Linked DNA regions of Sus scrofa: regions 2, 3, 4, 5 and 6 are each linked to region 1. A link is a contact called in public HiChIP or PLAC-seq and promoter capture Hi-C data. All regions are on one chromosome and are shown on one strand. The core of a region is the stretch at or near the end of the contact, and the rest is flanking DNA. Distances in the headings are between cores, read along the strand shown. Region 1 holds the start of HCFC1 (host cell factor 1). Region 2 holds the start of G6PD (glucose-6-phosphate 1-dehydrogenase). Region 3 holds the start of FAM58A (cyclin-related protein FAM58A). Region 4 holds the start of SLC10A3 (P3 protein). Region 5 holds the start of PNCK (pregnancy up-regulated nonubiquitous CaM kinase). Region 6 holds the start of GDI1 (rab GDP dissociation inhibitor alpha).

Region 1 (3,708 bases), core at 782-3,281:
GCAGTCCCCAGCATCTCCCTTGCGTACGGCCAATGGCACCGTGCTCGGCCCCCTCGGGGGCTAGCCCTCTGCTAAAGGCAACCTCTGGGCCAGACGCCTAAGGGCCACCTGCACGTAGTCCTGCGAGCGAGTCGCAGGCCACAGTCTGCCCTCCTTCCCCCCTGCGCCTGGCCTGCTTACAACCCCCAACTCGGCTGTCCTGTCCTCTGTGGCACTGGCATGGCCCTGCCCAGCGGAACACCTAGTGTCTCTGGGTCCTTCCCTGAACCCACCCGGGGCCTGACTTGCTGGCGTGAAGATCCTCCTGTCTGCCAGCCGCCATGGAGGAGAGCCAGGGACAGGAGCCAAACAGTGTCAGCCTGTCAGAGAAGGAGGTCCGGACAGGGCAGGGCAAGTGAGCCCTCTCCGGCCGCTGTGCAAACGGAAAGGGAAACCTGCTTTCCAGGTCCACCCAGAAGACCACGCTGGGGACCTTATGGCCCAGCTCCGCTGTACCCCTGAGCTGCCAGGAGCCTTGGGACCCAACACTCCACGTTCTTCCCAGCCTCCTTCAGCACAGGATGGCCAGCGGGCTCAAGAGCATTATCCCCGCGGGTGCTGGTTCTGGGGTCTTTGGGGGAAGTCCTGCAAAACATGACAACTCCTGGCTGAGCGTTAAGAAGTGCTCCTGCTTCCTGGGTCAGGAGCCACCATCACCTGTTGCAGTACTGGCTTCTTCGGCCGGGAGCATCTCTAATAAATGCTTGCTGTGCCCCGGACTCCCTGGACCACCCTTGCTGCCCTTCTGCAGATCAGGGGCCACCCGGATGTCCAAGGAGCCTAGAGCCAGCACCGTGACTCTTGAACTCTGAGAAGAGAGTCACTGCACGGGGGCGAGTTCCCTGGGAACCAGCAGCTCGGCTTCCTTATTTTACAGGGGAAGGACCTGGGGCCAGAGCGGTGCTGTGAATGGTCAGAGGCCACACAAACACAGGTGAGGGCTCTCGTCTTTAGCTGCGTCACAGGACTCTTTGGCCGTTCTCAAACAAATGCCTCCAGATGCATAAACTACGACAGAAAATTCCAACATAAATTTAATACGTCTAAAGACAGGTATTAAAACATTTTTGAAAATGTGTGATAATATATGTGCTTGCTTCTTCTTTTTTTTTTGGCCCCACCTGGGGCATGAGGACGTTCTCAAACCAGGGATGGAACTGGAGCAACAGCCATGACAACACCAAATCTTTAACCCACTGGGCCGCCAGGGAACTCCTGTGCTTCTTTATTAACAGGTTAAATGACAGGCTCTGCGGGAGGCTGAATAACTACGGTAATTTCAAAGCAGTTATTCAGCCTGCCAGTAGGTCTTGTAATTAATTTCAGGATCTCCATAGGAAAAGCCATCTGATCTAAAATGATCTCTCATCATTTCTTTTGGTGACATAGTCACCAGGCTAACGCTCTGGGCTTGGCTGCCTACACTTGGAATTGTAGGACAGGCCAACTTTCGGCTAGAGGTTGGTGGATGTCAAGATGAAATAAAGAGGACAGAATCTGGGAAGTTCACCTGCTGTCACTCCAAGACCCCGGACAGCAGCGCATTACAGCCTGCGTCTGGCAGTGACCATGAAGGTGCTGCGACGAGACGGTCTCCTGCAAGATTTGGAACGTGGGGGTGACGCCAGTACCCACCTCTGAAGGTTGTTATGAGAACTTACAGTATTGGCGCGAAAAGGCCAGCGAGCACCATCCGGGTATTTGGCCTCTCGGCTTTGCTGGGGGAAATTCAAATCTCGAAAAAGGGCGGACCCGAAAGGCGGCTGTGCGCTTGCGCGCGGGGCGGGGCGCAGGCTCTGGGAAGCGGGCGGGGCGGGCGGTGACGCGGGGTGACGCGAGGCGACGCGGAGCTCCCCTGCGCCCGCCCGCCCGGCTCAGGCGCCGCAGGCCGGGCTGCCCGCCCGACAGCCAGAGGAGCGGGGGGCCTGCCCGGCGCGCGGCGGCCCGGCTCGTCTCCTTGGGGCGCCGGCGGTTGCGGCGGCGCCCCCGCCTGGAGGCGGGGCGGCGGCCTGGGAGCCTGGGAGGGCTCCGCCCCCGGCGCCGCGCGCCCGGCCGCGTTCCCGCCCACTCCCGCCCCGCCCCCGGCTCCCCCCGGCGGCGGGCTTCGGGCCGCCGCTCTGAGGCAGCTGGGTGTGCGGAGCAGAAACACGTCCGCTCCCTCGACCCTAGGACTGACTCGAATGTGTCCCGCCAGCCGCCTTCAGCAGCCTCTGTTCCTGTCCCCACTGCTAGTTAAAGGCGACGCCTCTAGAGTGTGTCCCTTCAGCGACCCAGGGGGCAGTTCCCATGGGGGGCGGGGCCAACCCCGTCTGAGGCCTTCTCATCCGGGCATTCCCCAGATGCCGCAGCCGCCATCTTTGTTTTGTGCTGAAAGTCGCTATTGACGCCCGAGGACGGCCGGGCGAGGGGAAGTGGCAAGATGGCGGCTCCCAGGGCGGAGGCGTGGAGGGGCTCTCGGGGGGCCCCAGGGCTGGGCACGCCTGTGCCTGACCCCAGCGCGGCCTGATTCCAAGCCAAGCGCGCAGCAGCCCTGGTCCCTCGCCGCGAGGTTCCTTTAAGAGGCCTCGGCCGGATGGAGAAGCCCGCGAGGGCGGGGGAGAGGTGGTGGTGGGGAAAACAGTGACGTCGCCCGACTCCGCCCCCTCGCCCGACCGCCGCCGCCGCCATGTTTAGTTGTTACTTCTTCACACAAGATGGCGGCTCCCAGGGAGGAGGCATGAGCGCCCTGCCGTTACCGCTCCTCCTGCCGTACAGTTGCCACTTCGGGGCCTAACTCTACCTCTTTGGAGCGGCTCCTGTGGGAAGGAGTCATAAGGAGGGAAGCGAGGATCGGACGCTGCCTTGCGTTTGGTTTGCAGTGGAAGAACTGACCCAGGAGGAAGAGAATAGGGGGGAAGGGGGAGCTTGTCTCAAGATGGCGGCTCCCAGGGCGGCAGGCTCAGCCTGAGCCGCAGAGGCGGACTAAGGGGAGAGCTTCGAGACCTCACGAGCCGTACGGCGTGGGCCTCCGAGCAGCCGTCGAGAATTCGGGCTCGGTCCACTGGCCTCTGGCGCGACTCTATTCCTTAAGAGTGTCGAGGCTGTTTCGGGAGCGGCCGCTGCACTAAGCGCTGGGCGGGGAAGCGGGACGGTCTCAAGATGGCGGCTCCCACAATTGTGGTCTGAGCGCCGGCGGGGCTGGGACGACCGCGGCGCTTGTGGCTGCTTTCCACCCGCCCCGGAAGCCGGCCAGTGCAGGGGACTTGGGGGGTGTGGGAACCGGGCCGGGGCTCCGCCATTTCCGGCGGGGGAGGGCTACGACTGAGGAAGGGAGGAGAGAGAGGCGGCTCAAGATGGCGGCTCCCAGGGCCTCCCGCTCGAGCTTGTAAGTGGGAGCTCCCAGGCAAGGAGTCAGGGCGGCGGGACTCGGCGGCCTCCAGCTTCTCGGGCCCAGGCGCTCGGCAGTTTCAGGAGGCTCTTGAGGAGACGGGGTGAGCAAGAAGAAGGGGAAGAGCAGAAGTGAAGGAGAATAGTTAAGATGGCGGCCTCCATGGAGCCGTCCACCGCTGTGTGAGGAACCGCTTCTCCGTGAGAACCGTCTTAGACTAAAGGGGGTGTGTGTGAGTGGAATTGGGGGGCTTCCTTCTCGCTTGGTGACTTTTTTCCACCGCGCCCTTTCCCGGAACTATG
Region 2 (3,708 bases), core at 613-3,112, 350 kb before region 1:
GCGAAATTATAAGGTGCCTGGAATTTGGTTCAAGGTAATGGGGGACCTGCTCGGTATGTACCTGAGAAAAATGAAAACACAGGTCCACGTGAGACTGCTCTTAGCGGCCAAAGGGTGGAAATGACCTACATGTCCATCGACTGATGAATAAACACAATCTAGTACATTCCTACCCTACCATGTTAATAATATTGAGCAGGAGTGGCGCAGTGGTTAACGAATCCGACTAGGAACCATGAGGTTGCGGGTTCGATCCCTGCCCTTGCTCAGTGGGTTAACGATCCGGCGTTGCCCTGAGCTGTGGTGTAGGTTGCAGACACGGCTCAGATCCCACATTGCTGTGGCTCTGGTGTAGGCCGGCGGCTACAGCTCTGATTGGACCCCTAGCCTGGGAACCTCCATATGCCCGGGAGCGGTCCAAGAAATGGCAAAAAGACAAAAAAAAAAAAAAAAAAAAAAAAAAAAAAAAAAACACTGAGCAACACAGAGAAACAGCTCACAAGAAACCACATATTATGAGTCCATTTATGTGAACTATCCAGAATAGGCAAACATAGAGAGATGGAAAGACTAATAGATGCTTAGAACTGAAGTAGATAAGGTGATGGGTTGATGAAAATGTTCGAGAATGAATGGTGATGGTTGTGCAGGTGTGTGAATATACTGAAAAGCAGTGAATTGTTCACTTTCAATGGGTGAATTGTGTGGTATGTGAATTATATGTCAATAAAGCTATTTTTGAAAATAAGAGATTATGAGGGGTATAAATTAAGCAAAGGTAGCAACAGGTTGATAACTGTTGACGCTGGGAGGTGGGTACCTTGGGTTTATACTATCCTTTCTACTTTTGCACATCTTTGGTATTTTTCACAATAAAACGATCCGAGCCCCATCATCTCTCACCTGGATAACTGCAATAACCTCCTAGCAGATCACCTTGCTCCAACCCTTGCCCCCTACGTACAGTCTGTTCTACCCACCGCGCCAGAACAATCAGACCAAAAGGTAATTCCTACCACGTCTCTCCTCTATCCAGATCCCTACCATAGTTCCTCATGGCCCTCCGCCAAAAAGCCACAACCCGTACAACAAGATAGTAGGCCGTGCACTATCTGGTCCCCCATTGCTTCCTCTCTAACTATTCCCCCCTCGCTCACTCTATTCCAGGTATAGTGGCCTCCTTATGGCCCATTCATCCTCAAGTCACAGAACTGATATGAGGTCCGGCAGACATTAACCGTTGTGCAAAGTGAGCAAAATGAAGCGCATGAGGAAAGATGCTTAGCTGTCAAATTACCCTTGAGGCTTTTTTAAAGAACTTAACAACTTCAAATGTAGTCAAGTTCGATGAACAGAAAATGTCTCCGAAGTAGAATAGTCATCCACGAACTAGGGGTGTGGTCAGACTCCGCCGCGGCAGAGGAAGGAGAGGCGAAAACTGCCCCGCTCGTCGCCAGAGTAACCTGGGTCCTGAATTGGCCAGCCTCGGCGGGTGATCTAGAAGCGGGCGGCAGAACCGGGCCGGGGCCCAATAGGAGGGGAAAGCCTGGTCGTCCAGGGGGGGTCTCGGAGGTGGCGGAACGCCCACCAATAGTACCCTATCTTCGGAGAAGAGGACCACACCTGTCAGCAGAGTCGGTCCGACGTGAGAAGGGCGGGAGCGGCGGGTCCCGAGCGCTCCTCGGACCCCGGCGCTCGGAGAAAGTTCGGGTTCCGCGGTCGCCCTTCCCTTCTCGGGCTGCCAAATTCCCATTTCCTGCTTCCGGTGTCGTAGCTGTGGGATCCGGAAGTAAAACACTCACACTCCGCCCCCACCCCGCCCCCAGCAGGCCCGCGAGAGGCGCGAGGGAGACTTGTCCCCAGACGGAAGCCCGAGCGTACCAGGCTCGGCTGGCCCGTAGGACACTCTTCAATAATATGCGTCGCGACCCGCATTTCCCCTTGTCTCTCCGGCGGCGGCATCCAGCGAGCGGCAGGTCGGCTGCCCCGCCCCCACTAGGGGAGGAGCCACGACGAGGCTATCATGTGATAGGGCCAGTTTGATCGGAGTCGACGACCCGTCCAGTGAGGGGGCGAGGCTAAAGAGGGCCCCGCCTACAAGTGGGGTCGAGGGGCGTGACCACGCTGCCGGCGGAAGTGGAGCCCTTCTTGAGGGCGCAGGACAACCCCGGGCTGACGAGAAAGCCAGACTGTAGGGGCGGGGCCAGGCCAGGGATGGGAACGCGGGCGAGCTGTGGGGAGCTGCACACGGACTCGCGAAGCATCGGGGACACGGCGCAGCGGCGGCGAGGACAGCAGGGGGCCCGCAGCCCGGCGGCCGGCGCAGGTGCTCAAGGGGCGGAGCGGGTCAGGCCGGCAGGCCTCGCGCGGGAGCGGGGGGGGGGGGGTCCCACCGGCCCGAGATGCGCGCGCACCTGCCTCGCCCCGCCTCTCGGGGGAGGGGCACACGGAGGCCCCGCCCGCGCGCCTCGCCTGAGGCTGGTCAGCTCAGACCAGGTGCCCGCCCCCGCCAGTTAAATGGGCAGGCGGGGCGCAGCCCCAGGAAACTGCCGGGAACTCCGGGGCTGCGAGCGCGAAGGGCAGCAGCGGTGAAGCACAGGTAACTGAGTGGGCGAACGCTTTGATTTGCCACGCTTGGGAAGGGGGCAAAATCGAGAGGGTGTTAACTGATCTAACCGTCCCCTGCATACCCCCATTGGGCCCCTGAGGGGACCCCGAGAGGGGCGGGGATTGGCCGGGGTCTCCCAGCGGTGGTGGAGGAGGACTAGATCTACACTGTCAGCTGCTTGATCTAACTTGCTCCAGCTCATTGAGGAGCTTCCGCCTGAATCCTTGGTGAGATGGCCTTAGCAGGTGGTCCGATGTTCCAGCTTGGTGTTACTCCCCCAGAGCTGAGGCCCTCGTTGGAGTCCACTAATGCTTAGAGTAATGTTGTAATGTACACGCTGAAAGAAGGCTGTCTGGAGAGTATGACCAGAGCCAGCAGTTTCTCATCCCCCAACCATCCTGCTCGCAGCCATTCCCACCAAGTGGTTTCAGTAATCAGGCATCAGCTGGACGAGAGCCCAAAGGACTCCTCCAGAAAGGGGCCAGCCAGCTTCTCAGTGCTTTCCGGTTCTCCTGCCTCATCAATAAGTTTTTTTTCCTCCAGAGAGTACCATGGCAGAGCAGGTGGCTCTGAGCCGGACCCAAGTGTGCGGGATCCTGCGGGAAGAGCTGTACCAGGGCGATGCTTTCCATCAGTCGGATACACATATCTTTATCATCATGGGAGCATCGGTGAGTCTCCCCCAGGCCCCACATCTTAAATGCAGCAGACTTAGAGCAGGACATGGCTTAGGTCCCTTCCCTCTCCGTGCCTGGGCTCGCCCACCTGCTTGTTATAGGGCCTCTCCAGCTCTGCTTGGCTGGGCTCTCCCTCCTGCTCTTGCGCCACTATCACCCCAGCACCCCCTGGTGTAGGCGTATTGCAAGGCCTTGCTGAAGTCTGTGTGCAGCCATTGGCTGCAGCCTCATGCCCTGGAGCCCGGAGGTCCGCAGGGGCTGTGTGCTTGGACTTCCTCCTCCGTGGGGAAAAGTGAGAGGCAAACAGGGGAAGCTGTTCATTCTGGGAGTGTGTTTTCCAAACTCGCGTCTGACTTGGTAAACGGCGTGAAGTCAGTTTAGTTCCAGAGGTAGGATCTGAGGTCTGATCTCCACCTTGTGTCT
Region 3 (3,708 bases), core at 309-2,808, 320 kb after region 1:
TGATTCCGCAAGGAGGGTGTTAGGCAGGGCAGGGGCTCCCCCGCCTTGAGTTTTAGGAAGCTCACTCTGGTGGCTGGTGTCACGGGCTATGGTAGTCCCCCCAAACAGGGGTCCCCACTCTAACTCCCGGATCCTTGTGAATGTGCTCTTATTTGCCAGCCTCCTGGATTACTTCGGTGGCCCTAAATGCAATGACAAGTGAGACAGAAAACGAGAGCCGCAGACACGGAGGAGACGGCATGTGAGGATGGGCGCAGCAGAGACGGGAGGGGTGCAGCCGCAAGCCAAGGGACAGATGTCTGGGGCCACCAGAAGCTGGAAGAGGCAGGAAGTATCCTCCTGCAGAGACTTGGTGACACCTTGGTTTCAGAGGTCTGGCCTCTAGAATTGCGGCCAGTTCTACAGTTGTAAGCCACCCAGTTTGCCTGTCATTTGTTACGGAAGCACCAGGAAAGTGACCCAGCTGGTGTGGAGAGAGGACCACGGGGGGAGCTAAGTAAGGCGGGGGCTGGAGAAGGACCTCAAGGTTGGCCGGGTAGGTGGGTGGGCGGGGGGGGGGGGAGGCTTTTTCCTCTTAATGTTCCCAGCTCTTTCAAGTCACAGCAACCGTCTGAATGTATCAGAATGACCAGAGTGACTGTCTGTCACTAGCTTGGGAGGCCCTTTGGGTGCTGCACCCCTAATGCCTGGAAGCCACCAACGAAATGCAGGATGGCACTGGGAGTTGGATATTCAACACCATTCATTCGGCAAACGTTACTGAGCTCCCACAGTGCCAGGCTGGAAAAGTGAGTGGCAACCAGATCCCCAAGGGATGCGGGACCCTCACGCAAACAGCCCTAACGGCCTCATTCTGGGCACAGCATTCCCTTCCGGGCTCATCTGTGGGTCTGGGGAACTGGCAAACCTGGATTCGGGTTTTGACACTGACATTGAACCTCAGGCTTTCTTTTTTTTCTTTTCTTTTCTTTTCTTCCTTCCTTCCTTTCTTTCTTTTTTTTTTTTTTTTTTTTTTTGTCTTTTTAGGGCCGCACCTGCGGCATATGGAAATTCCCAGGCTAGGGTTCTAATCGGAGCTGTAGCCGGCCTACGCCAGAGCCACAGCCACCCCAGATCTGAGATGTGCCTGTGACCTACACCGACAGTTCACAGCAACGCCAGATCCTTAACCCACTGAGCGAGGCCAGGGATCCAACTCGCATCCTCAAGGATACTAGTCGGGTTCCTTACCGCTGAGCCACAATGGGAACTCCCCCACGCCCTCCGTTAGGAGCCACTGACACCTCCGGTAAGCGCCCCCCCTCCGCGGCTTGGCAGACACAGCCAGCTGCTCCCGTCCTAAACCACGCTGGGCCACCAGCCCGGGAGCGACACCTTAGTTGGACCATAGGGACTTGTAGCTCACGCGCCTGGCGGGGCCGGGGTGGGGGGGGTGCTTCCGTACCTCCTAGGCCCTAGGAGCGCGCCCCCGCTCCGCCCCCGAGGCGCACTTGCGCCGCTCCGGCAATCACTCAGCCGGGAGACAGACTTACCGCTACTGGGGGCGGAGCGTGCGCTTCCCGGAGGCGGGGCATGAGCTTCCCAGGGGCGGGGCGTCGGCTCCTGGGGCGCGGTGTACGGCTTCCGGGGGCGGGGCAGGCGCTCGCCAGCCTCCAGGCAGCCGCGGTCTCTACGCCTGCGCCTGCGCTTAAGTTTGCGCCTGCGCACTCGGCAGGCCCCGCCTCCGGCGCGCAACTGCGCGCGCTCAGCCGGGGGCGGGGCGGGGCAGCTGCTCCCTCCCGAGGACCCCCGGGAACCGGCCGCCGCCCGTCGGGAACGCTTCTCCTTCCGGTGCGGGGAGGGGGGGGGTCTCGGCCCGTGGGGCGGGGCCTCATGGAGGCCGTCGGCCTGGGGACCTGCGGAGGAGGGGACGCGGCGCGAGGCGCAGAGGGGCGGCCAGCACCGGAGGCGAGGGTGCACTTCCGAGTGACGCGGTTCATCATGGAGGCAGGTAACCGCGTCTGGGAAGAGGGCGGGCCCCATGCGGACCAGACGTAGAGGCCGGGCCGCAGTGCTGCGCTCTCACCTGGCGGGCCCCAGCCCGCCTTGGGAGCGCCGAGCGGGCGGGGAGGGGCTGGCCTCGCGAGGACTCGCTTCCCGGAAGAGGGGTCCCTCCAGACGCGGAGCTGGCGCTGCTGTGCAGAGGGAAGAACGCGGGCCTGCGCTGCCTTAGCGAACACTGGGAGGCCCGGCTTAGGGGTATCGGCCTCTGCCTTTCCGTCACGCCCTGTGTGTTAGGCTTCGAGCTGCGAGGCCAAGAGGGTCATTGTCATTTCCCGGACGGGCGCGTAGTCCCAAAGAGAGGATGTGGAAAGGGACTGGCTCCAGCTAAAAGGTGGCGGAGTCGGGGCGCCCGCATCTCGGTTGAGTGTACGGTGCCTTCTGCCACACCTGTCTCCCAGCCTCGGGGGCACTGGCACTTGGTCAAATGGAGTCTTTTGGATCATGCCGCTGGCGAGGCTCGTGACAAGCTTTGTTGAGGAGGTCTCATCACACCGAGAACCTAGGGCGAGGGTTTGCCAAGTAAAAAAAAAGAAAAAGACTTGTAGGGGCACGTGCAGCCATACTGCCTAATCTGACATTGAGATTGAGGGGGTCCCATGTAGGAATTAACTGTGAAACTGAAGTTTAAACCTTGAAATGCTCAAAGTTCTTGAGGTGTCTCTTTCCAAGGATTCTTTCATTTCTTTCTTTCTATTTTTTTTTTTTTTTGTCTTTTTGCTTTTTCTAGGGTCGCTCCTGCGGCATATGGAGGTTCCCAGGCTAGGGGTTGAATCGGAGCTGTAGCCGCTGCGTACACCAGAGCCACAGCAACGCAGGATCTGAGCCACGCCTGCGACCTATACCACAGCTCGTGGCAACGCCGAATCCTTAACCCACTGAGCAAGGCCAGGGATGGAACCCACAACCTCATGGTTCCTAGTCGGATTCGTTAACCACTGCGCCACGACGGGAACTTCTCCAAGGATTTCTTGATAAAATGTATTGTTTACGCCCTTGTCCTCTGTGTGAGGCCAAATGTGGGTCCTCCAAAGATTCCCCCATGCTCGTCCCCAGAACCCGTGACTGTTACCTCATGCGGCAAGATTTTGCAGATGGGATTAAGCCATCCTTAAAGAGAGGCAGCAGGAGTAGACAGGCAGAGGAGAAGGCCATGTGAGGAGGGAAGCGTGGTTAGAAGCTGCTGGCTTTGAAGCTGGAGGAGGGGGCCGCCAGCCAAGAAATGCAGGCACCTCTAGAAGCTGGAAAGGGCAGGGAGATGGATTCTCACATGGAACCTCCAGAAGGAACCAGCCCTGCTGACACCTTGAGCTTAGCCCCCTAAGACTCATTTCAGGCTTCTGACAGCCAGGATTGTGAGAGGAGAAAAATATGTGTTGTTTCAAGCCACTTAGTTTGGGGTAATTTGTTATAGCAGCTCTGGGGAGCTAGTACGCCTTTGAAGGTAGAGGGTGCGGGACATAATTTTACCGACTGTTGGCTGTCCACCTTCCTTCAGTCCGTCGCGTGCCCTTTACTCTTCTCTTGACCCTGGTCGTTGTGAATTCGTTTTGGTTCTGTGACCCGGTGCGGTGATTTCCTTAGGAGCTGCCTGGGGGATGGGCGTTGACCCCTAAATCAAGCCACCACGCTCTGGTTTTGGAGTTCGGTCCCCTTTTCAGTATGTTG
Region 4 (3,708 bases), core at 425-2,924, 320 kb before region 1:
GTCCCCCCAGCACTCAAATGCAGATGCCTTTGAAGTCCGGGCCGGTCACATGCGCTGCTTGGCCGTTCTCGCAAATGACAGTTATGTTTCCCTGCGTTGGGTGAGAAGCAGCCAGAAACTGAAGGGTTTGCTGGAAAAGCACATGGGAGCGCAGACATGGTCTAGGGTCAGATGACGGAGACTTGGTGGTTCGGACTTCCTAGATGGGGGGGGGGGGCTGGCACACTGCCAGGCAGCTCGGGCCATGGTAGGGGTGATGGGTTTACGAGTCCCTCCTCCAGGGGTTAAGTACTGCCAGAGCGCGAACAGAGCATCAAGAAATGACAGTATGTGAGGAGGGGGCAGAAGGGGGGGGCGGGACAGCCCAGGAGCAAAGGCCGTGCCACTGATACCGTGAGCCCAGAGGGCCAGGAAGCAGACGTGAGGAGGGCCCAGGTTATTGCCTGGGAGTCGGTGATCTGAGAAGCTGAAACCCATGACCCTGAACCAAAAGCTTTATGTATCTTCATTGGCTAATAGACTTTGTTTTTTAGGATCACAGCAAAGTTGAGCAGAAAGTACAGTTCCCAGGAGTTCCCATCGTGGAATCAGAGCTATAGCTGCTGGCCTACACCACAGCCACAGCAACACCGGATCCTTAACCCACTGAGGGAGGCCAGGGATCGAACCCACATCCTCATGGATACTAGTCAGATTTGTTTCCGCTGAGCCATGACGGGAACTCCTAAAATGCATTTAAATAAGTCAAAATTTAAAATATGTTTTTGGAGTTCCTTAGTGGCCTGTTGATTCGGCATTGTCATTGTGGTGTGGATTTGATCCTTGGCCCGGGATATCTGCATGCCTCAGGTGCAGCAAAAAAAATATGTGTGTGTGTGTGTGTATGAAATGTTTTTATTTACATTATGAATTATTATTTGAAAATTACATAAAATAAAGGTGCTCTGGGGTCTTTTTGGACATTCTCAACTTTGTGCTTTAGGCACCTCCTGGGTGTAAGTACTTGCAACTTTGGGCACCACTGGCCTCCATCACAGCCCAGACAAGAGGTTCTTCCAGAGCAGTGGGTGGCCACTGTCCCGCCGCCTGAGTGACTGCAGTTGCCCAGCAGCCTTTGGAAACATGCAAATCCCCTTCGATTCTACACTTGCTTACTCTCTTCTCGCAGCCATGTTCTACACCCTCACTGCCTTTGTGTCCTTCCTCACACCATCTGTTTACAGCCTTTTCCGTGAAGCCTCCAGACCTTCTTGGTGGCCCCAAATAGTTTTGACACAGCGTGGAATAGGCACTCGGTCAATGCTTCAACGAAGGAAGGTGGAACCAGGCCGAGCTTGGGTTCCGGAGTCCAGGTCGGATGGACCCAGCCCTCGGGCCACAGGGCTGGGTGCCCAGAGCAGGAATTGGGGCGAAACCCTGAACCCAGGCTCCTGCCACCAGCAACAGCCCCCGGGCATCCCAGCCCGGCTAACGGCTAAACCCATGCCCCACCGCCCCCAGAGGTCGCAGCGTGTTTGGGAATGACTGGGGTGCCCACCCAAAGCGAGTCGCCCCGGCGGCGACCACAGACGACTGAGACCCGAGGCTCGGCTGCCACATGAGACCACGCCCAGTTCCCACCAACCGCGCCCCGGAAGATGGCTGGGCCGGCGCGCGCACGCAACCCCGTCGCTTCCAGATACGTCACATCCGGTCGGGACCCGCCCCGGCTTCGGGAGGTGAGGGGGCCGCCGCGGGGTAGGCGGGGCGGGCGCGCGGGGCGGGGCTTCGTCGGGCTGGGGGCGGGGCCCCAGAGGGCCGAGCTCGCGGGCGTCCGCCGGCCCGGCAGGCGCCGGGGCCGAGCTTCGCGGCCGCGGAGGCAGGTGAGAGCCTCGGGCCGGGAAGGGCGGGCGGAAGGCGGATTCTGCTCCCGGCCGGGCTCCGTGTTCGCCCGCTCGGGCGGCCGGGCCCCGCGGGGAAGGGCCACCGCCGCGCGTCCGTGAGGCCTGGCGTGGCCGCGGGGCTTGGGAGTGGCTTGAGGGACCCCGGGACCGGCCGGGCGGGTCGCCGGCCTGCCGGCTTCGGGGCGGCAGCGTGCTCCTCCCTCGCTCCCTCCTCGGTTCTTGCCTGAGCCCTGATCGCGCCCGGAAAACTTCTGGACTCCCAGGTAGGGAGGAGCCCCGGCTGCGCACTGCCAGCTGCCCTGCCACCGAACACTCGGCCCGTGTAGAAAAAGCGGCCGGCCTGGGGTTCTCTCCCCTGCCTTGGGGTGCATCTCCTCAGACTCTCCAGCGCCTCAAGCAGAAACGTTGGGGATCTGGGCCAGACCCTTCACGCAGTGACTCAGTGACTCAAAACGGCCAGCCGTACTGGAAGGACAGGGTGGATGGCCCTTAGTCTCCTCTCCCTTCTGCACTTGTTCCCACCCGCCCGGCGCCTCAGCCCCGGGCGCCTTCGTCTTTTCCCGTGACTCCCTCCACTTTACTTCTCCTACTCCCTGTGGTTCTCGCGCCTCCCTCTGCGGCGGTGGGTCGCAAGGCTGGATCAAGGCCTCCAGGGTAAGTGACCCAGACTCCAAACCGGGCGAGGCCATGGCCTCCCAGGGTGGTAGACGGGGACTTCCTCAGGGATGAGCCTTTTGCTCGAGCGGCCCTCCACCACCTACTTCCCTGCTGCCCAGTCGCGGCTGAGGGGTGCGGCCGGGGCCCAGCCCGGGTAGGATCTAGAGCAGCAGGGGCCTCTCCCAAGACCAGGAGGGCACAGGGCATGAGTCAGTCAACACTTGTGATGAAAAATCACTGTGTCCTCATCCTGGTTGCCCCAGTTCCTGCAGGTGATGTGACAATAGGGTGCTGGCTGCCCACATTGCGAAGTGAAAGGAGACGAGGCTCCTCCTTGCCCCGAGGCACTAGAAACACTTGGGGTCTCACGGGGAGTTCCAGGCACGGGTAGGGGCACAAATGGGCGTGAGGAGGGGTCCCCGGACCCTGAGCAGAGGCTCTCAGATGTGGCACAGCGGCTCTGGGACTGCCCGGGGAGCGGGAGCTCTGGCAGAAGGAGGAAACTTCTCGGTGGACCTGTGGCCCTAGCCGATCGATCCCTTCCTGTTGCCCCTTCCAGCAGCTTCCCTGAGGAGAGGGGACTCGCGCCCTCGGGGAACCTCCCCATCTCCAGTCTCAGCAGGTGGCATAGGCCAGAGAGCCAAGTGTGGCAGCGCCATTCACGACCACGTGTCGCTGGTGGGCACCGTCCCACTGCCCACACCACCCCGCCTGCTGCTCTCTGCCTGGAAGATGACGCTCAGACGCCCTAACTCCCTCCCATCAGGCCTGTCTGTCAGCCCAGGGCAGTCTTGCTGAGATGTCACCCCGGTTGTGGTACTGCTGTGCCACAGCTGCGTCGTCAGGCAGATGGAGAACAGGCTAATGGTGGCAGGATTGGGGCTGGCTCTCCCATTTCCCTTGGTATCAGGGCATCTCTGAATGGTCACTGCTGGGCAAACCCAGGGAAGGCAGCACACAGCAGCAGCTGAACGGGAACGCTTACCTGTAGGCAGGCCCCCTGGGGGCGGGATGGGGCGCTGGAGGCAGTCGTGACCGGGGAGGGGACAGCCAGTGGCACTAGGTGCTCCCTCCCCCTCCCGAGCTCGCGGCAGGGGCCCTGCTGAGCCTCCCAGCAGTGGGCTTCCAGATGCCCATGCTGCCGGGCCAACAGCGGCTGGCCCTCACC
Region 5 (3,708 bases), core at 498-2,997, 260 kb after region 1:
TCTAGGTCCGTGAACCACTTTGAGGTAATTTTTCTGTAAGGGGTCCCCTGAAAGGATTTTGCAGAGGTCTTTCTCCGCTGCCACCGAACATGCACACACCACGCACTCACGTGTGTTTTCAAGCTGACCTCTGCAAGACTGCAACAGATGTTTAACCAGTCCTGATGGATGTCATTTCTGGTGTATTGTAAATACTGATTTAAAACAAAAACTGTGGAGTTCTCTTCGTGGCTCAGCAGTTACGGAACCCAACGAGGATCCCTGAGGATGCGGGTTTGATCCCGGGCCTCCCTCAGTGGGTTAAAGATCTGGTGTTGCCATGAGCTGTGCTGTAGGTCGCAGATGCGGTTCGGATCCACTGTTCCTGTGGCTGTGGTGTACGCTGCCAGCTATAGCTCTGATTCGACCCCTAGCCTGGGAGCCTTTCGTATGCCATGGGTGTGGCCCTAAAAAGCAAAAAAAAAAAAAAAAAAAAAAAAAAGAAAGAAAGAATCAAACACAAAAGAACCCCAAACTGTGATAGCACTTTCGGCGCTTCCACGTGTGATTCTGAGCCACAGGCTCACTTTGGAAGCGAGGGCTTGTCTTCTGTTATTACTCACGCAGGTGCTTCTCCACAGCACAGAGCACATTTCTTGCTGTGACCTGTGACCTCCGGCTGGTGGATTAGACATGAGGACGCATACTTATTCATTTATTTGCTTCTTAGGACCGCACCTACGGCGTACGGACGTTCCCAGGCTAGGGGCTGAACGGGAAGTGCCGGCCTACACCACAGCCACAGCAATGCTAGCTAGATCCGAGCAAGGCCAGGGATCGAATCCACATCCTCATGGATATCGGTTGCGTTCGTAACCCACTGAGCCACAACGGGCACTCCTGGACGTGTACTCATTAAACAAGCAAGTAAGATGGGACTTCGGTTTGCGTGCCAGCCCCCCCGTGAAGACAGATGCAGGGGAACACTGCTGGAGCCCGAGACTCCATGGAGCCCCTGTGACACTAGTCTGTGCGGATGTGCTCCTTTTCCTGGTGGGCCCCGGACCCCCGGGAGCAGTGTCAGAACCCAGATGAGACTGGGTGGGAGGAATCCTCTAATTGCTGGGTTGAATTCAGTCACCCAGCACTTCTTTCCTGAGTGATTCTCCTTGGCCGAGTCAGCAGAGACACCTTCTAGGAGGAAGAGAAGCCAACGAGAAGATGACGTTGCAGAGGCATGCTCTTAAGATGGGTGGGAGGGCGGGGAGGGGTGGCGGCAGCTGAAGCCTGTTTGAGGAGGTGACCTTTGAACTGAGACCTGCGGAGTGAGGGAGCAAGCCCAGCAGATAACTGAGTGAAGGGTATTCCAGGCAGAGGTAGAGGCCCTGGGGCAAGTGCACGTACGGAGTGATCGAGGGCCAGTTGAGAAGCCAGTGTGGGAGTTTCCTTGCCGCCCTGTGTGTTAAGGATCCAGCGTCGTCACTGCTGTGGCTTGAGTCACTGCTGAGGCATGGGTGCGATCCCTGGCCACGTGCCGTGAGCACCGCCGATAACTAACTAAATAAATAAGTAAATAAATACTCAGGGAAAAGTCTCATTTTTTTTTTTTTTTTAAAAAGGGAAGCCAGTGTGGCTGGAGCTGGCTAGAGCTGCTTGAGCAAGGGGGAGAGTGGGTGGAAAGGGGCGGGAGCAGTGAGTGGGAGCCCTTAGCCCCCGGGAGGACTCATGCTTGGGTGTGGAGTGACACTGTGGGAGGGTTTGGAGCCCAGAGGTGACGAGAGCTGAACACAAGGAGCGCTCTGGCTCCTCCGTGGGAAAGGAACTTCAGGTAGGGGAGGTTAGGGTGGGGTCGGAGGGCAGGGGAGCGGGGCAGGAGGCTGCAGCAGTGTGCTCATGGGGGCTCAGACGAGGCGGCAGAAGTGGCAGTGGCAGCGCTGGGGCGAGGGAAGGAGGCCGTTTCAGACCAGATGGCCTGGACAGCCTGTCCCCGGAGAGGACATTAGAGCAGAAACGCAAAGGCGCGCCGAGAGCCATGTCAACAAGTGGGTGAGGAGACCGCTGGAGGAGGACACCGGTGGTGCAAAGGCCCTGGGGTCGGCCCAGTCAGGCCACCCGAGTGCCGCAGCCCGCAGGAACCCGCATGAGTGACCAAGGAGGGAGGCGAGGCGCCGGGCGCCGGTCGATTGCCTTACAAGGCGCCCTGCAGCGCCGCGGCCGGCCGCGCTCGGCCACCGCGCGCTCGGCTGCCGGCGGGCGGCAGGGGCGCGCGCGGCGGGGGCGCGCGCGGCGGGGGCGGGGCCGCCAGGCGCGGGCGGGGGGCTCGGCGCGGTGGTCACGGCGCCAGGCGACGCTGCGGCTTCGCTTTGGCTCCAGGTCCGCACCCGGCGCTCCGGGGCGCGGGCGCGCGCGGGCGGGGGCGTGCGGGGTCCCGGGCCACGGCCGCCGCAGCCCCCGCGCACACCTGTCACGCCCGGCGCGCCCCCGGCCAGCACGCGCGCGGCCCATGCAGCTCGGGACGCGGGAGGCCCAGGCTGCGGAGTCCCTCCCGCCGCGAGGCGCCGAGGGCCCGGGTGCGCCTGGGCGGCCGCGTGGGTGGCCGTGGCAGGCGGCTGTGCGCGGGGTCTCGCAGGTGCATCTCGGGCGGGTTAGTGGGCTGGGGGGCGCGTGCCTGTGGGCGCTGGGCCGTGGGTGGCAGGTCTAGGCCTGGGGGCGGCGGAAGGGGGGGCGCCTCTGGGTGCTGTGGATGGGGCGGGCCTGGGGGGGCCGGGCGGTGGAGGGGGCATGGAGCCTTCTAGAAGGCGGCCCGTCTCGGCTGACTCGGTTGTGGGGGGCGTCGTGGGGGGGAGGGGGTCGCCGGATCGCAGCCGTGCCTCTGGGAAGGGGAGGCGTGTACGCGGCGGCCCCGCTGGGAGGCGTCCACCTGGGAGTGCGGGACCTGGACGGTGGGGGAGGGGCGAGCTCCCGGGCTGGGGGAGGGCTGTCCGGGACCTGTGTCCCTGAGGGGGGCTGTCGCTGAGGGGGGCGGAGGCACTGCGGGGTCTGGGCCGGGGGCCGGGGCTGCCCCTCGCCCAGGGAGCCTCCCTCCAGCTCTCCCCCCCCCCCCCAGACATGCTGCTGCTCAAGAAACAGACGGAGGACATCAGCAGCGTCTACGAGATCCGGGAGAAGCTCGGCTCGTGAGTGTGTGTGGGCGTGAATGTGAGTGCGTGTGTGAATGTGAGTGTGTGAATGGGGGGGACGGCGTGGGGCCTGGACGGCCTCCCCATCGCCTTCAGCTAGGGGGGGCCCCTCCCCCCCTCTGCTCTCCCTCCCCCTCTCCTCGCCTCTCCCCCTCCCTCCCTGCCTCCCCCTCCGTCGCAGGGGCGCTTTCTCAGAGGTGGTGCTGGCGCAGGAGCGGGGCTCTTCGCACCTTGTCGCCCTCAAGTGCATCCCCAAGAAGGCCCTTCGAGGCAAGGAGGCCCTGGTGGAGAACGAGATCGCGGTGCTCCGCAGGTGTGCTCCGGCGGCGCGGGGAGCGCCCTGCCTCCGCGGTGTCCCCGGGAAGGCCTGGCCTGGGGCTCTGCCTTGCGGGGGCGGCCTGTGCCAGGGAAGGGGCCCGGGGTGGGAGGGAAAGAAGAGGGCGAAGGGCTTCCCTGGGGTCCCGAGGGGGCAGGGCCAGCCCGTAAGGGGCTTTGTCTTGCCCCTGCAGGGTCAGCCACCCCAACATCGTGGCTCTGGAGGATGTCCACG
Region 6 (3,708 bases), core at 307-2,806, 270 kb before region 1:
GCAGCACCTTCTTGCCGTTCACAGACATGATCCCCGACAGGATGCATTCCTGAGCAAGGAGCAACGTCCACTGTCCTCCCACCTCCCTGTCGCCCAAACAGCCCTGACGCGCTCTCCACCCCAAAGCCGAGACGGCAAAGCGAGAAGGACCCTGCCCCCGACGGACAGCGCCTTCCATCCCTGGCTGGTCACCTGGCTGAAAATGAAGGGGGGGGCACTTCATTTGACCGTGGCTTCCTCTCATAACCTTGCTGGGCAAAAAGGTGAACAAGGAGGAGAGCATCCTACAGACATGCGCACGGTCTTCCAACCACCGAGACACCAAGGCAATCGTCTCTTTACGGAGAGCCCCACAGACAACGCAGGTAAACCACAACCAGCCACAGTGAAGACCTAACTGGACAGCAAAGGGGACCCAAAAGGGAAGCAAAAAAAGGCTTGGCGTGATCCCCAAGCCACAGGCCCCACCCCAGGCCGCTCTCTCCTCCAAGGGCAGCAGCCCCTGACCCGGAGCCTTCCCAGCCACAGGAGGGGCTTCTGCGCGGCCTGAGGGGGATGCGTCTCCCAGGGCAGCGGTCCAACGGGGTTTGGGGGGAGGGTAAACACCCTCACCACTCACTGTCACCAGCCCAAAGACAAAGGCTGCAAATACTACTCAGCCTGAGGTCTCCATGGGAAACCAGGGTGGGGTATCGGGAATGTGGTCACTGCCCCCTCTGCTGCTCTTTCTGGAACATTCCTTGGCTGCCCCAACCCCGTTAGAACCCTAGGAGTCGGGATGAGGGCCCACCCCGGCGAGCCCCCCCACCCCCCACCCCCGCACCGGAGGCCCTTGTACTACCACCTCCCCACCAGAATTAGCGCAAGATGGGAGGTGATGCTGGGCTGGCCATGGGTGGGGGCCGGGTGGGCGGGGTCAGGGAGCGACCGGAGCCATTGGGCCGAGTGGGGGTGCGTTTTCCAGCCCTGCAGGCCGGGATAGGGAGAACGGGAGGGGCCGGGGGTCATGGGCCCAGGGAGTCGGTGTGTGTGGGTGGGGGTGATCGGAAGAGGGGCTGCTTCTTGGAGATGGACCGTGGCAGTGGGCAGAGGCAAGGTCGCGGGGGAATGGGCACGGGGCTGTCTTTTCGGGGACGCGAACGCCGAGGGCGGCAGCCCCGCGACGGTTATGGAGGATGGGGCCGGGGGCTGCAGCATCCCGGGGAGGAGAGGGGATGCAGAGCCCGGCGCGTCGGAGGCCGCACTTACGGTGAGGCCGGTCCCCAGCACGATCACATCGTATTCCTCGTCCATGGTCAGGCCTCGGTGCCAGCGCCTGTCGGCTCCTCCTCCTGCTTCACCACAGCCGCCGCCGCCGCCGCCGCCGCCGCCGCCGCCGCTGCCGCCGCCACCGCCGCACTGGACCAAAGATGGCGGCGCTCCGGCCTCCGCCCGACCCCTCCGCCGCGTCAAAGAGTCCCGGCTCCTCCCCGCCCCCGCCGCGCCGACAGGGGCCACCCCCTCCCCGGGGCGCTTCCCGGGAGGGTTGCTGCAGCCCAGTGCCCAGCACCAGCGCGGCTCTGCAGGCGGCGCCGCTCGCCAAAGGCCTGGAGAAAAGCTCGGCGGGGCGGGGCGGAGCGGGCGGGGCAGCCCGGCGGCCGGTGCTGAGGCCCGCGAGGGATCCGTGCGCGGGAGCCGCGCGCGCCCCGCCCCCGGGAGGCTCGGCGCGGCCCCGCGCGCTGGGGGCGCGCCGCTGCGGCAGCCCGCGGCGGCCCACGAGGAACGCGGGGGCGGCCGTTGTCGCGACCGTCGCCCCCAGGCGCTGATCGCCCCCGCGCGGCACCCCCTCCCTCGCCCAGCCGGGAGGGGCTCAGCTTGCCGACGCCCCTCCCGACCTCCCCCGGCTCCCAGAAAGGCAGCCGGTAGGACCGAGGCGCGAGAGGCCTTCCCACCTCCTCCTCCTCCTCGGTCGGGCGGGGCTCCAGCTCCTGCCACCCCGCTCCTCCTGCAGCCCCAGCCAAGCGCATCCCTGGTGCCCAGCGCCGAAATGAGTGACAAGAGGCCCAAGCATGGCGACCCGTCTTTATTTTATTAGGAAGGAAACCACGAAGAAACCTGGCAGGAACACGCCAGAAACCCAGTGATCACACCCAGCCCACCTGCCAATGGAGGTCCCTTCCCTCTCAGGCCAAAGACACAAACCCCAGTGTACTGCTTGTTGCTAGCACAACATCACCACAAACAATGACTCCAGCCAAGCAGGACAGACAGTAAACTACTTCCACAGCCCCCAAACTCGGGGAACTTCCAGCTCCTGGCTGCTGCAGGGAGCCCCCCAGAGTCTGGGGAGGGAGCACTGGCTACACAAAAGCACTATAAACAGCAAGGGGCCAAGGTGGAGACGTGAGAATAAATAAGGAGAAAGAGGGAAGAGGAGGGGGCCTAGAACTCACGGCCCCATCCCTCGCAATGACCAAACCAACCCTGGGAGATTCACCTACTGTCTACGCAGAATATATACACCTTATTGGTACAGAGAGGGGGTGGGTGGCCCAGGGAAGACCCTCAGCAGGCTGAACATGGAGCCGACAGGCTCCGGGGAGCCGGGGACTCATGCTACGTAACGAAGAGGGGGAGCCCTTCTGTCCAGCATGCCCCAAGCGGGAGCTCGACACTCCCCAGGCGCAGGGTCACACGATCTGGGTCAGAGCGATGGTGGGGCCCTTGTGGTCATCAAAGCGGTCCATGGTCTTGAGGCCGAGGATCATGTGCAGACCGTAGGTGAAGATGAAGAGCATGAAGAGCGAGGTGAGCAGCCCCATCCAGATGCCCGGGGAGAAGAAGCCGGCGCAGTCACTGGCGTAGGAGAACCGCTCACCCGTCACGTTGAAGGCCTGGATCTGGGGGACAGAGCGGCCCCGCACAGGGAGGCCCAGTGAGGGCTGGGTTCCCGACTTAGCAGGCAGTCCACGTCTCCTCATGGGATGGGAGCACCCAGGGGACGGGACTCAGTGACGTTGCCCCCGCCCGAACCCAAACCCAAAGGACACAGGGGCCCGGTCCCTCCTGCTTCCTACCTGGAAGTCCTGGAAAGTCAGCTGCCAGAGAGAGGGCTGTGTGCTGGGCACGAGCAGGTCGCCGTTCTTGTTATGACTGTTGACGTACTCGCAGTGGAAGGAGTAGATGCTGGGCCCCGTGACCTGGGAGGCATTGAAGGAGGCGATGGAGCCGTTGCTGTGGATTTCCAGGCGCTCCAGGGTAAACCAGTGCCGAGCAGACACCTGGTAGAAGCGGTTGGCCAGAATGAACCTGGAAGAGGCCATGGAAGGGGGCGGTGTCAGGCAGCTGGAGAAGCCAGAGCCACACCAGCCCGCCCACACCTGCCTGCTGGACTTACTTGAATGTCACCATGGTACCAAAGAGCTGATCATAGGTCAGCGCCAGCCTGCAGGGTCAGAGGAAGAGGTGAGTCTTCAGGCTCTGGGAACAGGTGTCTAAGCTGCACCGGATCCCCACAGCCACCCGAGAGGCAGCACCCCCACTTGACAGATAGGAAAATAGAGGCCCCATCACACTCTAGGTCGGGAGCCAGCCAGCACGCTGGTGCTCCCCCTCCAGCTGAGGGCTCCTGCCTCTGGTTCCCGAGCCCACTGCCCCTCCTTTCAGCTCCTCCTTGGGGTTGCTGAGGCCGCTCGACGGGGAGGCAGCAGGTTCCCAGGTGACTATGAA

What was found. Promoter capture Hi-C pulls out the DNA fragments that hold promoters and counts their contacts. HiChIP or PLAC-seq counts read pairs in DNA pulled down with a chosen protein or histone mark.
Region 2: a contact with region 1 is called in an H3K27ac HiChIP or PLAC-seq map of alveolar macrophages. The contact joins the promoter of G6PD here to the promoter of HCFC1 in region 1. A contact is called at or near these places in 2 of 5 promoter capture datasets (fetal skeletal muscle and liver) and 2 of 2 datasets of contacts at active chromatin or transcription factors (alveolar macrophages and skeletal muscle).
Region 3: a contact with region 1 is called in an H3K27ac HiChIP or PLAC-seq map of skeletal muscle, with 3 times the contacts expected there. The contact joins the promoter of FAM58A here to the promoter of HCFC1 in region 1. A contact is called at or near these places in 2 of 2 datasets of contacts at active chromatin or transcription factors (alveolar macrophages and skeletal muscle).
Region 4: a promoter capture Hi-C map of liver shows a contact between it and region 1, with 3 times the contacts expected there. The contact joins the promoter of SLC10A3 here to the promoter of HCFC1 in region 1. A contact is called at or near these places in 2 of 5 promoter capture datasets (fetal skeletal muscle and liver) and 2 of 2 datasets of contacts at active chromatin or transcription factors (alveolar macrophages and skeletal muscle).
Region 5: a contact with region 1 is called in an H3K27ac HiChIP or PLAC-seq map of alveolar macrophages. The contact joins the promoter of PNCK here to the promoter of HCFC1 in region 1. A contact is called at or near these places in 1 of 5 promoter capture datasets (fetal skeletal muscle) and 1 of 2 datasets of contacts at active chromatin or transcription factors (alveolar macrophages).
Region 6: an H3K27ac HiChIP or PLAC-seq map of alveolar macrophages shows a contact between it and region 1. The contact joins the promoter of GDI1 here to the promoter of HCFC1 in region 1. A contact is called at or near these places in 1 of 5 promoter capture datasets (liver) and 1 of 2 datasets of contacts at active chromatin or transcription factors (alveolar macrophages).

The regions. Positions count from the first base shown.
Region 1 is chrX:124,693,169-124,696,876 of Sscrofa11.1, reverse strand. It overlaps HCFC1 (host cell factor 1), which reads left to right and starts at 2,031. Exons shown (of 27, transcript XM_003135485.5): 1 at 2,031-3,708. The coding sequence starts at 3,706. TMEM187 (transmembrane protein 187) reads right to left here and starts at 1,827. Exons shown (of 4, transcript XM_003135487.4): 1 at 1,701-1,827.
Region 2 is chrX:125,039,194-125,042,901 of Sscrofa11.1, reverse strand. G6PD (glucose-6-phosphate 1-dehydrogenase) reads left to right here and starts at 1,862. Exons shown (of 13, transcript XM_021080744.1): 1 at 1,862-2,326; 2 at 3,152-3,279. The coding sequence starts at 2,215. It also overlaps a transcript of IKBKG not described here.
Region 3 is chrX:124,367,922-124,371,629 of Sscrofa11.1, reverse strand. It overlaps FAM58A (cyclin-related protein FAM58A), which reads left to right and starts at 1,558. Exons shown (of 5, transcript XM_003360487.4): 1 at 1,558-1,990. The coding sequence starts at 1,573.
Region 4 is chrX:125,011,958-125,015,665 of Sscrofa11.1, reverse strand. SLC10A3 (P3 protein) reads left to right here and starts at 1,674. Exons shown (of 2, transcript XM_021080745.1): 1 at 1,674-1,718.
Region 5 is chrX:124,428,039-124,431,746 of Sscrofa11.1, reverse strand. It overlaps PNCK (pregnancy up-regulated nonubiquitous CaM kinase), which reads left to right and starts at 1,747. Exons shown (of 13, transcript NM_001195366.1): 1 at 1,747-1,807; 2 at 3,086-3,155; 3 at 3,340-3,471; 4 at 3,668-3,708. The coding sequence starts at 3,088.
Region 6 is chrX:124,958,683-124,962,390 of Sscrofa11.1, reverse strand. GDI1 (rab GDP dissociation inhibitor alpha) reads right to left here and starts at 1,556. Exons shown (of 11, transcript XM_003360522.4): 1 at 1,249-1,556; 2 at 1-49. The coding sequence starts at 1,293. It overlaps ATP6AP1 (V-type proton ATPase subunit S1), which reads right to left. Exons shown (of 10, transcript XM_021080754.1): 8 at 3,377-3,424; 9 at 3,057-3,288; 10 at 2,047-2,879. The coding sequence ends at 2,670.